3 separate regions of the Mus musculus genome follow, and regions 2 and 3 are each linked to region 1. A link is a contact called in public Hi-C and HiChIP or PLAC-seq data. All regions are on one chromosome and are shown on one strand. Each heading gives the region's core, a stretch centred on a gene start, on an enhancer-like site or on the middle of the called end of the contact. The rest is flanking DNA. Distances are from core to core; before and after follow the strand shown.

Region 1 (3,319 bases), core at 646-3,145:
GCCCAAGGAGTTGGCAAGGATACCCCCTTCCTGTCACCTCCTGACCCCTTGCGCAAAGGAGGCTCGTGGCCCGCTGTCCCACTGGGGGATGGGGCTGGGGTTGAGAAGGCTAGTGAGCGCCTCTAACGCTCAGGAAGTGAAGTTTGTGGTTTTGGGGGCTGAGCTCCGAAGGAGATTAAAAAAAAAAAAAAAAAAAAAGTCAGAGAGACAGATCAGTCTCTCCCGAAAGCAAGATTCAGTTTGCACACTCTCAGAGCTCGGTGCCCGCGCCCTGACCCCGAAGGTAGGTTTGCTGAACTGCTGTGCCTCCCGCTCAGGCGGGGGTGGCCTCGAGGACTGGTAGGAGTACATTGACACTGTGGGGACGTCCCGAGGGCGCAGGCGGGTCCCCACCTGCTGCAGAGCATCGGCTGCTGGGTTCTGGAGCCACCCAAGCGGTGGAGCGAAAGATCTGGAATAGAGGGGCACACAGTTTAGCGGTTAGATAGCAGAGTGGGATCCACGCAGGAAGAAAACATCTGGTGGGCATGTGGCGGCAGCGGGCTTCTGGAGGCCTCCTTCTGAGCGCCTTGCCTTCAGCTCCCGAATTTCCAGCCTCAGATGACCAGGGGAAGCCTGGCGGGCCGCTGTGCCAGGAGCGTGCCGCCCCGCCCCCTGGACGCCAGCTGCAGCACGAGGTTGCCTTCCCACGCGCTGGGCCTCCTTGCCATCCCCTTACCCCTCCTACCCGGAACCCAGCAAAGCCCTCCGAAGCGTAGGTTTGTGGCCTGGGCGAGGACGCCACCTCTGTGTCTACCCTGTCCCGCGTGGTGCTGACGCGCAGACCCAGCGCGGGACCAGACAGCCCTGCTTCCCACGGGTCCCGTTCTTGGCTATCGCAGGACCGAACCTCATCGAGGCCTCCAGAACTCTTGCCCTGTTTTCTTGCTCTTCATGCTTGCTTTAAGAATTGTCCTCTGGTTGGAGCGTCTGGCTGTACAGACAGGGAGTGCGGGAAAATTAAAGCGCCGGAGCCTGGGTTCTGGGAGCCAAACCCGACCAAGGCGTGTGACTATACATTATGACTGGGAATCTGAAGCAGGAGTCCTTGGGCTCCTTTTAAGTGGGTACAACAGGGTGTGTTCTGTACGCGCTCCTGGGGGGGGGTGGCGAAGAGGCTCGGGTTCCTCAGTCTGAACTGCACGAAGCCCAAAGACCCGGGGCGTGCGCCGGCCTGTGCCCCAGTCTTTGAGCCCGCCGCCGCCGTTCAGCCTCTATTGCCTTGGACCTTGGAGGCAGGCGGATTCGTTTCACCCTAGGCCTCCCTAGGGTCGCCCCCGGAGCGGGCCAGGAGCTGGGACGCAGTCTCAGCCCCGCCTCCTGCAGGGCTCAGGTTTCGACCCGAGATTAGGTGAACTGATTGGGGGTTAAAGAGAGCGACGCCAGCTCTCGGTCATGCTCAGGGACCCTGGCCTCCTGGCCAGGCCTTCTGGCCACTGCTCACTCGTGCGCGCTCCGGTTTCATCTTGCTGGCCCGCGAAGTCGTTGGCACTCATTAAATTTGGGCACCGCGTGTTTGCCAGTAAGCACGCAGTTTAAACTCAACTTCCCTAGGACAAGATTTTTGGTGAGCAGATCAGAAAATAATTCTTTCTGGGACTTAGTTTCTGAAGCAAGGCCTACAGGTCTGGAATGTTTCTCAGTGGTCGCCGTCCTGGCCGGTGCCACACCACTATTCCAGTGGGCGTTTCTCCTGGGACAAGTGTTGGTCCTTTGCCACTCCCACCTCACTTTCCTGTGCCTCTGGCTTCCTGACTTCTGCTCCAGCCACTGCAGCACATAGTCCCTAGGCAAACCAGTCCCTAGTACGCCCCTCTTTCGCTTCTGTTCGTCGCGGGGCTCCTGGAGGTTTTGGCTCCAAGCCCCTTCCGGGTCCCAAACACTGATGCCCCCTGACTGGCTAAACTAAGCCACGCATCCCTGGCGTGAGCCACAACCCAGAAGGGAGCAGGTGGGCTTGCAGGGTTGACTTGGGATAACGGACCAGTTGTGGACTACTGCTCTCAGGAGAGTGATGATCTAGCTTTGGTAGGGAAGGGGAGGGGCTGAGGCGTGGGCAGGGCAGAGCAAAGGGACCAGAGCCAGAGCCTGGGGACAGGTTTTACCACTGAGCTGTTGCAGTGGCGGCGGAGGCCGGGATTCGTGCCACCTGTCCGAGTGCCACCTGGTGAGCGTGGCGCCTGGGTCCAGGCCCCTCCTCCCGCGGCTTCCCTCTCTCCTCCCTGGCCCACACTCTTCCTTGGCCTGGGAACCTACCACAACCGCCATCGGTGCTGACCCTCGTTTCCACCCAATTTTCCCCCTTCTCTCAGAACTCAGAGTATCCGAGGGTCCAAACATTCGTCCAGCGGCTGACCACCATGCCGCGCTCATTCCTGGTCAAGAGCAAGAAGGCGCACAGCTATCACCAGCCGCGTTCTCCGGGGCCGGACTACTCCCTGCGCCTGGAGACCGTGCCTGCGCCGGGCAGAGCAGGTGCGAAGCGCGCAGAGGCCGGGTAGGGCAGCTGCCGAGGACACCGACTCTGCTCCAAGCCACCTCGTTTCCTAGGAATCGGGGGAGGCTATCCTAACGCCCCTCGGGTGCTTTTTTGTTTTTGTTTTTGTTTCCCGGTGCTCAGATTTGCTGAGCTTGCCAGAGATGCCCCTGGCGCTCGCAGTCGGCTCTTGAATTCGGGAGGGAGGGCTCCCGGTTGGGTCAGAGTGGACAGAGGAGGACACGGGCGCCACGGTGGAACCACTTCAGTTCGGCCAGGTTTAGGTTTATTTCTCTCCTGAATCTTTTCCGCAGAGGGCGGCGCTGTGAGTGCAGGCGAGTCGAAAATGGAGCCCCGAGAGCGTTTGTCCCCCGACTCTCAGCTTACCGAGGCTCCCGACAGGGCCTCCGCGTCCCCCAACAGCTGCGAAGGCAGCGTTTGTGACCCCTGCTCCGAGTTCGAGGACTTTTGGAGGCCCCCTTCTCCCTCCGTGTCTCCAGGTAAGCCTTGATTCGAGGTCTTGTGGCAGAGTTCTGGAGTCGCAGCACGGAGGGAAGCCCGCACAAGGGATGCAGAGGGTCGGCCTAGGGATCTGGCTCCTAAGGGAACAGGGTTCAGGGGAGGCATCCAGCTTTTGTGCTGGACACCTTGCCCAAAGTGTCCTCTGCCTCCTTCTAAGTCCCTTAGCTCCAGGCTGGCCCTTAATTCGTTTGCCTGGAACTAACAGGCGAGGTCAAACGAACTGGTCCTTCTCTGGCTGGCATTTCTTTTATGTCCAGAATTCATTGTTTAGAAATTGTCAGA
Region 2 (3,142 bases), core at 316-2,815, 36 kb after region 1:
ACCTCATTCTACAGACCCAGGGAAAGGAAGCCTTCCCAGCTTCCTAGGAGTGGAGATGGGCATAGACCTCAAACTCCTTTGCCTCTTGCTTGGGCTTCTGGAAAGCTGATCAGCTAACAGGAGCCTGGAATTCCAGGTGAGAGGTTGCCAGTGGCCTCAGAATAGAGGCCGTCTTGCACAGGCTGTGTGCTGAAAAGGCGAGGCAGGAGCTAATAGGCGATTTTTATAGCAAGTGACTTAGAAGCTGGAGTTACCATTTTGGTAACTCTAGTTTTCATATTACAGGGCTTATGTTAACACAGAGAAGCAAGGGTCGGGAGGAGACGAACAGGGGTCAGCCAGATGGTTCAGCATTGCTTGCTCCTCATCCTAAGGACCTGAGTTTGATTCCCAGAACCACAATGCGGAAGGAGAAAACGGACTCCTAAAAGTTGTCTTCTGATATGCATACATACACAATAACTAAGTGTTTTTAAAATGTAAAAAGCATCAACGAAAAACCCAATAAACCAACCAGGAGCTGAGGAATTTGTAGTTCAGTGTCAGAGTTTATGGTTATTTGATATGCACTAGAACCTGGTTTTATCCCTAACACTAACGAATAAAATCGTCAGCTTTCAATTTTACCATTAAACAGGAGAGGACTAGACACAGATTACGATTTTCTGAAGACCACTAACTAGGATTGGGGAATTCTCTGGAGTGGAGCTCAGCTTGCCTCCTGTGAGTGTGTTTCTGCCTGTGTCAGGGTAGCGCCATCCACTGAGGCCACACCCCTGATATATCTTTTATTTATTTATTTTTACAGGGAGGAGTTATTTGTTCTTGCTCATGCCTTGTATTTTCTTTATGTTCGAAGATGTCATCAAATGATCCCCTTTGGATTCTTCGCTAAAGGTTTGTGGAGTTGCATTTGAAGTCTTCCCTCACAAACAGCTTGTTTCAACACTACCATGGCACTAACCGATCCGTGAGAAGCTCACTCACTGTCACAAAGCAGCCCTGGAAGGTAGTGAGTCTCATGGCCCTCACTCGCAGGTTGTCCACTGTAAACGGAGCTAGTGAACCCTGCTAGCCAGTGCGCTGGCAGGACAGCCCAGCAGCTGGCTTTCAGAAGGGACCTGAGCATCGCTCCCACTTGGATTTCTCAGACTTGTCAGTTCGCAAGTGTTCTTTCTTTAGCCAAGAAAGACAAAACCACCTCCGGGTGTACTGCCCCAGGGCTGTTTTGAGAGCATTTCTAAGAGCCTCTAAGGAAGGTGTATATCCACATCTCTGATTTATGTAAAACGATCCGCCCCAAACCAAAACAGACCCTTTGCCTCCGCGGTCTGGCCTGCTTCCCAGCTGTTGGCATTCTCCGGAATCACTCGCAGCACCGGCTGCTCCACCAGAGCTGGCGCAAAGTCAACAGCTCCGCCAGGCAGGCGCCCCACCCGCCATTTGATTTTGTTAAATCACTCCTTTGGCTAATATTTCAGGGACAGACACGCGACGCATCTGGCTCCGGCTAGATATTTTCAGTCTCTCGGATCCCAAGGTAAATATTTGCAGGGTCGATGGCTGCAAAGTAGGCGGGCGTGAAGCGGGGCGGGTCCCCAGCTTCCACTCAAGGCCGGCGCAGCTGCTGCAGCGCCCCGCCCCTTCTCCCACGCCCCGCCCACTTCCCCCATGAGCCCCAGCGCGGCCCGCTCGTAGCTTCGTGTGTGCAGCGCATGGCTGGACTTCAGCTTCCGCGAGGCTGGTTTCGAGGTGAGGCGCGCGTGATGCCCCGTTGCCATCCTGTAAAGCTCGTGCTTGCACTTTTGTTTATTTTCAGTTTTATTTTTAGCAGATATTGTTTCTGTTCTCCCCCCCCCCCAACCTCTGCTAGGCAAGTACACGTGGTCACGTGTGGAGTCAGGAGGAAGGGTAAGGAGGCTTCGGAGAACCTGGGACAGGTTTGGTTTGAGGGGCCAGGTTTGTCTGAAGTACCCTCTGAGACTTCCTCCTGGGAAGAGATTCCATTGTGTCAGGATTTTCCTACACACGTGGGCACATTTTAGGAAGAGTTACAAAGTGGGCTTTGGTGCTAGGAAAAGGTGGATTAGGTCAAGGATATATTAGATATACATTTCTTTATTGTGGCAGGATAGCTTAGGTGTAAACAAAGGAGCCCATGTGGAGACCATGATGGGAAACCTCCAACCCTTGGTTTGGCCTACTCGAGACCTACAATTCTTTGGACATATAGTTCAAGTGAGCATTTAAAAGAACAGAAACCAAATATGTGGTAGCATGTTAAACACTCAGCCCTGCAGTGATATGCTTGTAATCTGTTGCTTTAATTTGTTTCCTCCCCCACTGAGTTGGAGGGCGGGACTACGGTGTGATGGATGATATTAGGGTTGTACAGCTGTAGAGTCAGATGCATCCTTATTTTAAATGCTCACATTTTGTTCATCGTGGCTCCTGTAAAATATTAACGATGTGCCTACTACACCCACCTAGGGAAGGGTATTCTTGAAAAGTGTTAGCAAAAGTCAATAAATAAAACCTTTACAAGTTCTCCTGAAATTAGAAATCAGATTGAATCCCAGGCATCCAGACTCCAGGCTTTGCCTTAAACCTGTGCAGAGTGGATGGATCTAGCTAGGCCATATAGATCTTTTTTGGCTGCAGCTAAAACATTTACTGGCAGCAGGATCAGATCCTACTCCTCGTGGTAGCTGGGTCCTCCCTTGGAGCCCCCTCTGCTGTCTTCTCTTACTGCTAATTGACTTCCTGAATCCCCACAGCAGCTGCTGGAAACCTTTCCAGCTCTTCCTGCTGTGGTTTGTGCTGGTGACCAGTTCCCATTTCCACCATCCTCACCTGGGACCTTCATCTCCAGATCCCCCCACTTCTTTATATTTTCAGGGTGTCCTTTCCCTCCCTAAGCTGAATTCTTCCTCAGCGCTCTGGCCATATTTTCCTCAAGGCTAATAATTTCTCCCAATCTCATCATCAACCTCTTTTAAGTTTTTTGTTTGTTTGTTTGTTTTGTTTTTTATGTAAGAGTCATGAATATTTTTAGTAAGAAACTTGGGGGAGCTTAGGGAGATGGCTCAGTTAGAAGAGAACTTGCCGTATAAACATGGATCCTGGAGTTTAGTTTGCCAGT
Region 3 (3,381 bases), core at 230-2,729, 53 kb before region 1:
CAGAGATAGAAAGGAAGTGATAAGCTCTTTACTACCACTTTAAAATTTTAATCCTTTTAATGGTGTGAAATTACAGTGTGATTTCTGAATTATGGAATTTACCATAAAGCTTTGTAATTGATTTGTACTTTCCAGCTTCCTAAATTAATAGTTGCACAGTGGGTGATAGTTTATATGCTATGTCGTAGCTGGCAAACTTCTTTCTGTTTGATAAGATTCCATCTGATCCTCAAAGTATATTTCTTTATTGTTTCCCTTTTGAACAACTTAATTAAATTGTAAAATATTTCTCTTTTAGGGCTTTTGCTTCAGGCATTCTAAAATGTAGAAATAGCTAGTTTGTAACTATCTCAACAAAGAGAGCTGGGCATAGGGACTATCCCACCCTGCCTGCTGTCTTGTCATTAGAGTTTGTATATGGCATTTTAGGATCTTCTTCCTGCACACATGTTCCATTGTGGACAGTCTGCAAACACTTGACTAGAGAAGCTCAAAGCCATGAAAAAAGAAAAATACAAATCTGAGAAACTGTTACAGCCAAAGGATCCTAAAGTCATAAATAAATCTATTGCTATGTCTCGGGTCAATGCTTACAACAGAAAAAGCAAGTGGGGAAGTCAGGCCCGGAGCTACAGAAAACAGAGCTGAGTACACTGTGGGCTTCATTCATAATTATGTATCAGTACTGGTTCCTGAATCTTTACAAACATAACTGAAGAATGTAAGATGCTAATGGGGAAAGTGCCTGCTCGGTACATGGAAATACCTTCTCAGTTTTTCTTTAAACCTAAGATTATTTCAAATAATGTCTAATGTAAATTATATCTCATCATTTTTAGAAACTTAGAATTATGTGGAATTTTAAATATCTGTAACAAAAATAATTCACTGCTAGTTAAACTACAATTTATAAGAAACATTTTCTAGCTTTTGTGTCTAAGGCTGATCTTTTCATGTGTACATTTGTCCAATCTTGTCAGAAATGTCACTCTAAAATACTAGTATGTGTTTCTCTTTGTAAGTCAAACTTAGCCATGAAAAAAATGCTAGAAAAATAAGTCTGACTTCTTTTCTTCCTCTGTACTTTTCAGAACACATATCTTATAGATACTCAAATGTGTTTTCATTTTCTTCTGGTTACTAAAAAGACTACTCAAACTTTGTGTTCATAACTTTAAGTTACAGGAAACTGTTTTGAGGATCCATCAGTTAGTTACACACAAGGTTAGTGTGATTTGTTTTTAGATGTTTCAAATGAGTCACCTCAAAGTCATGGAGAGGTTACCACTTACCACATCTTCTGTTCTGATTAACTTTTTTTCTTGGGACTGCGTTGTAAATCAGTAGTAACTTATTAAAGTTAGTGGTTGTTTTCAATGTTTCAGTATTACTTCACTTATTAGCCAGGGTGCTCCCTGTCCTTGGGACTGCGTTGGAAATCAGTAATAACTTATTAAAGTTAGTGCTTGTTCTCTGTTTCAGCACCATTTGGCTCAGGGTGCAACCTGTCAACTGTCTTGCAGTCATCTAGTGCAGTTCCAATGCATAAGGCCTTTGGCTGTAATAGACGAATTGAAAATAACCAATTAGAACAAAACAGTCCTCACTCTGCTGTAAGTTAATATTGTGGCCTCTCTGACCGTTGAACCTAATTTCATAATATAGCCATAAAATGTTATTTAACCTTTAAAATAGTTAAGAGATAGCTTTTTGAAAGTATTCTGTAGAAACAAAGTAGTTTTGAAGGCGAGAGAGCTTGGCTCTGCCTTTGTGTGCTACAATCTCTTCTTTGGTAGTTTTTTTCTCTGTGTCTGTAACATAAAAAATACTTTAAAAATGTAAGCTCTACACTTGCATCTAAGACTAAGCAACCTGTGTTGTGTCATGACCCTGCTAATACCACAGACCTTCTGTAATACTACTCCCAGAGAGAACCCACATCCTATGTATAACCTTAGATTTATTTTGAAATCTTTATGAAGAGAACATGGGGGAGATTACTAATTGTTTCTGTTATTTCCTTTAGGGTTGTATATTTATTTATAACAAGTGTTTTTAATTTTAGCCAACAGGACTAAAATAACAAGGTCTATTAAGTAATTATTTCAAATTCTAGAAGTAATATATAATTTTTTTCTTTTTTTAAAATTAGATATTTTTTTATTTACATTTCAAATGCTATCCCCTTTCCTAGTTTCCCTTCTGAAAACCCACTATCCCTTCCTCTCTCCCCCTGCTCACCAACCCACCCACTCCTGCTTTCTGGCCCTGTCAGTTCCCTATACTGGGACATATAACTTTCACAGGACCAAGGTCCTCTTCCTATAAAAATTTAAAAACCATGTTTTAGGTGAAAATTTTGCTTGTATGTCAGGTATCTGAAGAAAACTCAGGAAGGGGAGAGCCAGTGGACTCAGTAGCCAGCACATATATGTAATCTGGAAAGCAAACGTCAGAGTGGCCAGCACATCGTGCACTGTAGAATGCATGCTGACATGATGCTAGTAAACTGCTGCAAGTGTGCACACTGAAGACCTCATTCTCCTTTGAGACATGGTCTTGTATAGCCCAGGCTGGCTTTGGATTCAAAATCCTTATGTCTTGGCTTGAGTGCTGAATTCAGGCATGTGCCACCATGGCTATCTCTGAACATTTGTAAACCTATTTTATTAATCACTGCTTACATTTTCTTTCTATTTTAGATTTATTTTGTGTTCTTTTTGATTTTTTGTTTACTTTATTGCATGTGGGTGTGAATGTGGGTATGTGTACACCACAGTATGCTGCACATAGAGAACATGGAGCAACTTTGTGGACTCATTACTTCCCTCTTTTAGCGCAAAGTCAGGCTTTCCTACTTTTATTTGCTGAGCCATCTTGCCAGCCTTCTTGATGCATAGCTATAAAATTACTTTGAACAAAATGTTTTTATTTTGTTTTGATGGTGTGTATTTATGCATATATATAATATATATTTTAGTGTTAGAAATTGTACCAAGTTATGATTTTTTAAAAGATTTGTTGCTATGAGTACACTGTAGCGGTCTTCAGACACCCCAGAGGAGGGCCTGTACATATAAAAAAGGGGTATGGTACATGTGGGGACAGTCATTTCCAGCATAGCGACAGCTCCAGGGTGGTGATGTGATACTTAGACATCTTTTTTTTTTTTTAAGATTTTTTTTTAAAAAGAATTATTTATTTTATGTGTGTGAGTACATTTCTTCAGACACACCAGTAGAGGGTGTCAGATCTCATTACAGATGGTTGTGAGCCACCATGTGGTTGCTGGGAATTGAACTCAGGACCTTTGGAAGAGCAGTCAGTGCTCTTAACTGCTGAGCCATCTCCAACCCCAAGTTACGATGTTTTTAACAATTG

Evidence for each region. HiChIP or PLAC-seq counts read pairs in DNA pulled down with a chosen protein or histone mark. A called contact is a pair of places that touch in the nucleus more often than the background predicts.
Region 2: a Hi-C map of erythroblasts shows a contact between it and region 1, with 1.6 times the contacts expected there. The contact joins the enhancer-like site here to the promoter of Gfi1 in region 1. A contact is called at or near these places in 1 of 39 promoter capture datasets (macrophages), 1 of 15 datasets of contacts at CTCF or cohesin (CD8 T cells), 34 of 484 Hi-C or Micro-C datasets (B cells, CD4 T cells, CD8 T cells and 20 more), 8 of 115 datasets of contacts at active chromatin or transcription factors (CD8 T cells, the SCID.adh cell line, embryonic stem cells and 2 more) and 3 of 9 other capture datasets (adipose tissue, liver and pancreatic islet).
Region 3: a CTCF HiChIP or PLAC-seq map of CD8 T cells shows a contact between it and region 1, with 30 read pairs. The contact joins the enhancer-like site here to the promoter of Gfi1 in region 1. A contact is called at or near these places in 3 of 15 datasets of contacts at CTCF or cohesin (CD8 T cells, large pre-B cells and thymocytes), 41 of 484 Hi-C or Micro-C datasets (B cells, CD4 T cells, CD8 T cells and 24 more), 16 of 115 datasets of contacts at active chromatin or transcription factors (CD8 T cells, DN3 thymocytes, the SCID.adh cell line and 12 more) and 3 of 9 other capture datasets (adipose tissue, liver and pancreatic islet).

Annotation. Positions count from the first base shown.
Region 1 is chr5:107,722,919-107,726,237 of GRCm38.p6, reverse strand. Gfi1 (growth factor independent 1 transcription repressor) reads left to right here and starts at 1,895. Exons shown (of 6, transcript NM_010278.2): 1 at 1,895-2,514; 2 at 2,830-3,015. The coding sequence starts at 2,400. RefSeq lists promoters at 74-308, 1-479, 1,876-2,264.
Region 2 is chr5:107,686,559-107,689,700 of GRCm38.p6, reverse strand. No RefSeq gene overlaps it. Among named protein-coding and RNA genes, the nearest start is that of 4930428O21Rik, 15 kb to the left of the region's middle. RefSeq lists an enhancer at 712-2,939. Within about 2 kb of position 1,565, at least 218 of the 459 cell types and tissues checked have an H3K27ac peak or open chromatin away from gene starts, as enhancers often do. A contact at or near this core is called in B cells, CD8 T cells, ECoMG-derived neutrophils and 12 more, where this site is marked.
Region 3 is chr5:107,775,504-107,778,884 of GRCm38.p6, reverse strand. All of the region lies in intron 18 of Evi5 (ecotropic viral integration site 5), which reads left to right. Among named protein-coding and RNA genes, the nearest start is that of Gm42147, 36 kb to the right of the region's middle. Within about 2 kb of position 1,479, at least 26 of the 459 cell types and tissues checked have an H3K27ac peak or open chromatin away from gene starts, as enhancers often do. A contact at or near this core is called in CD8 T cells, the MNK3 cell line, Th1 cells and 7 more, where this site is marked.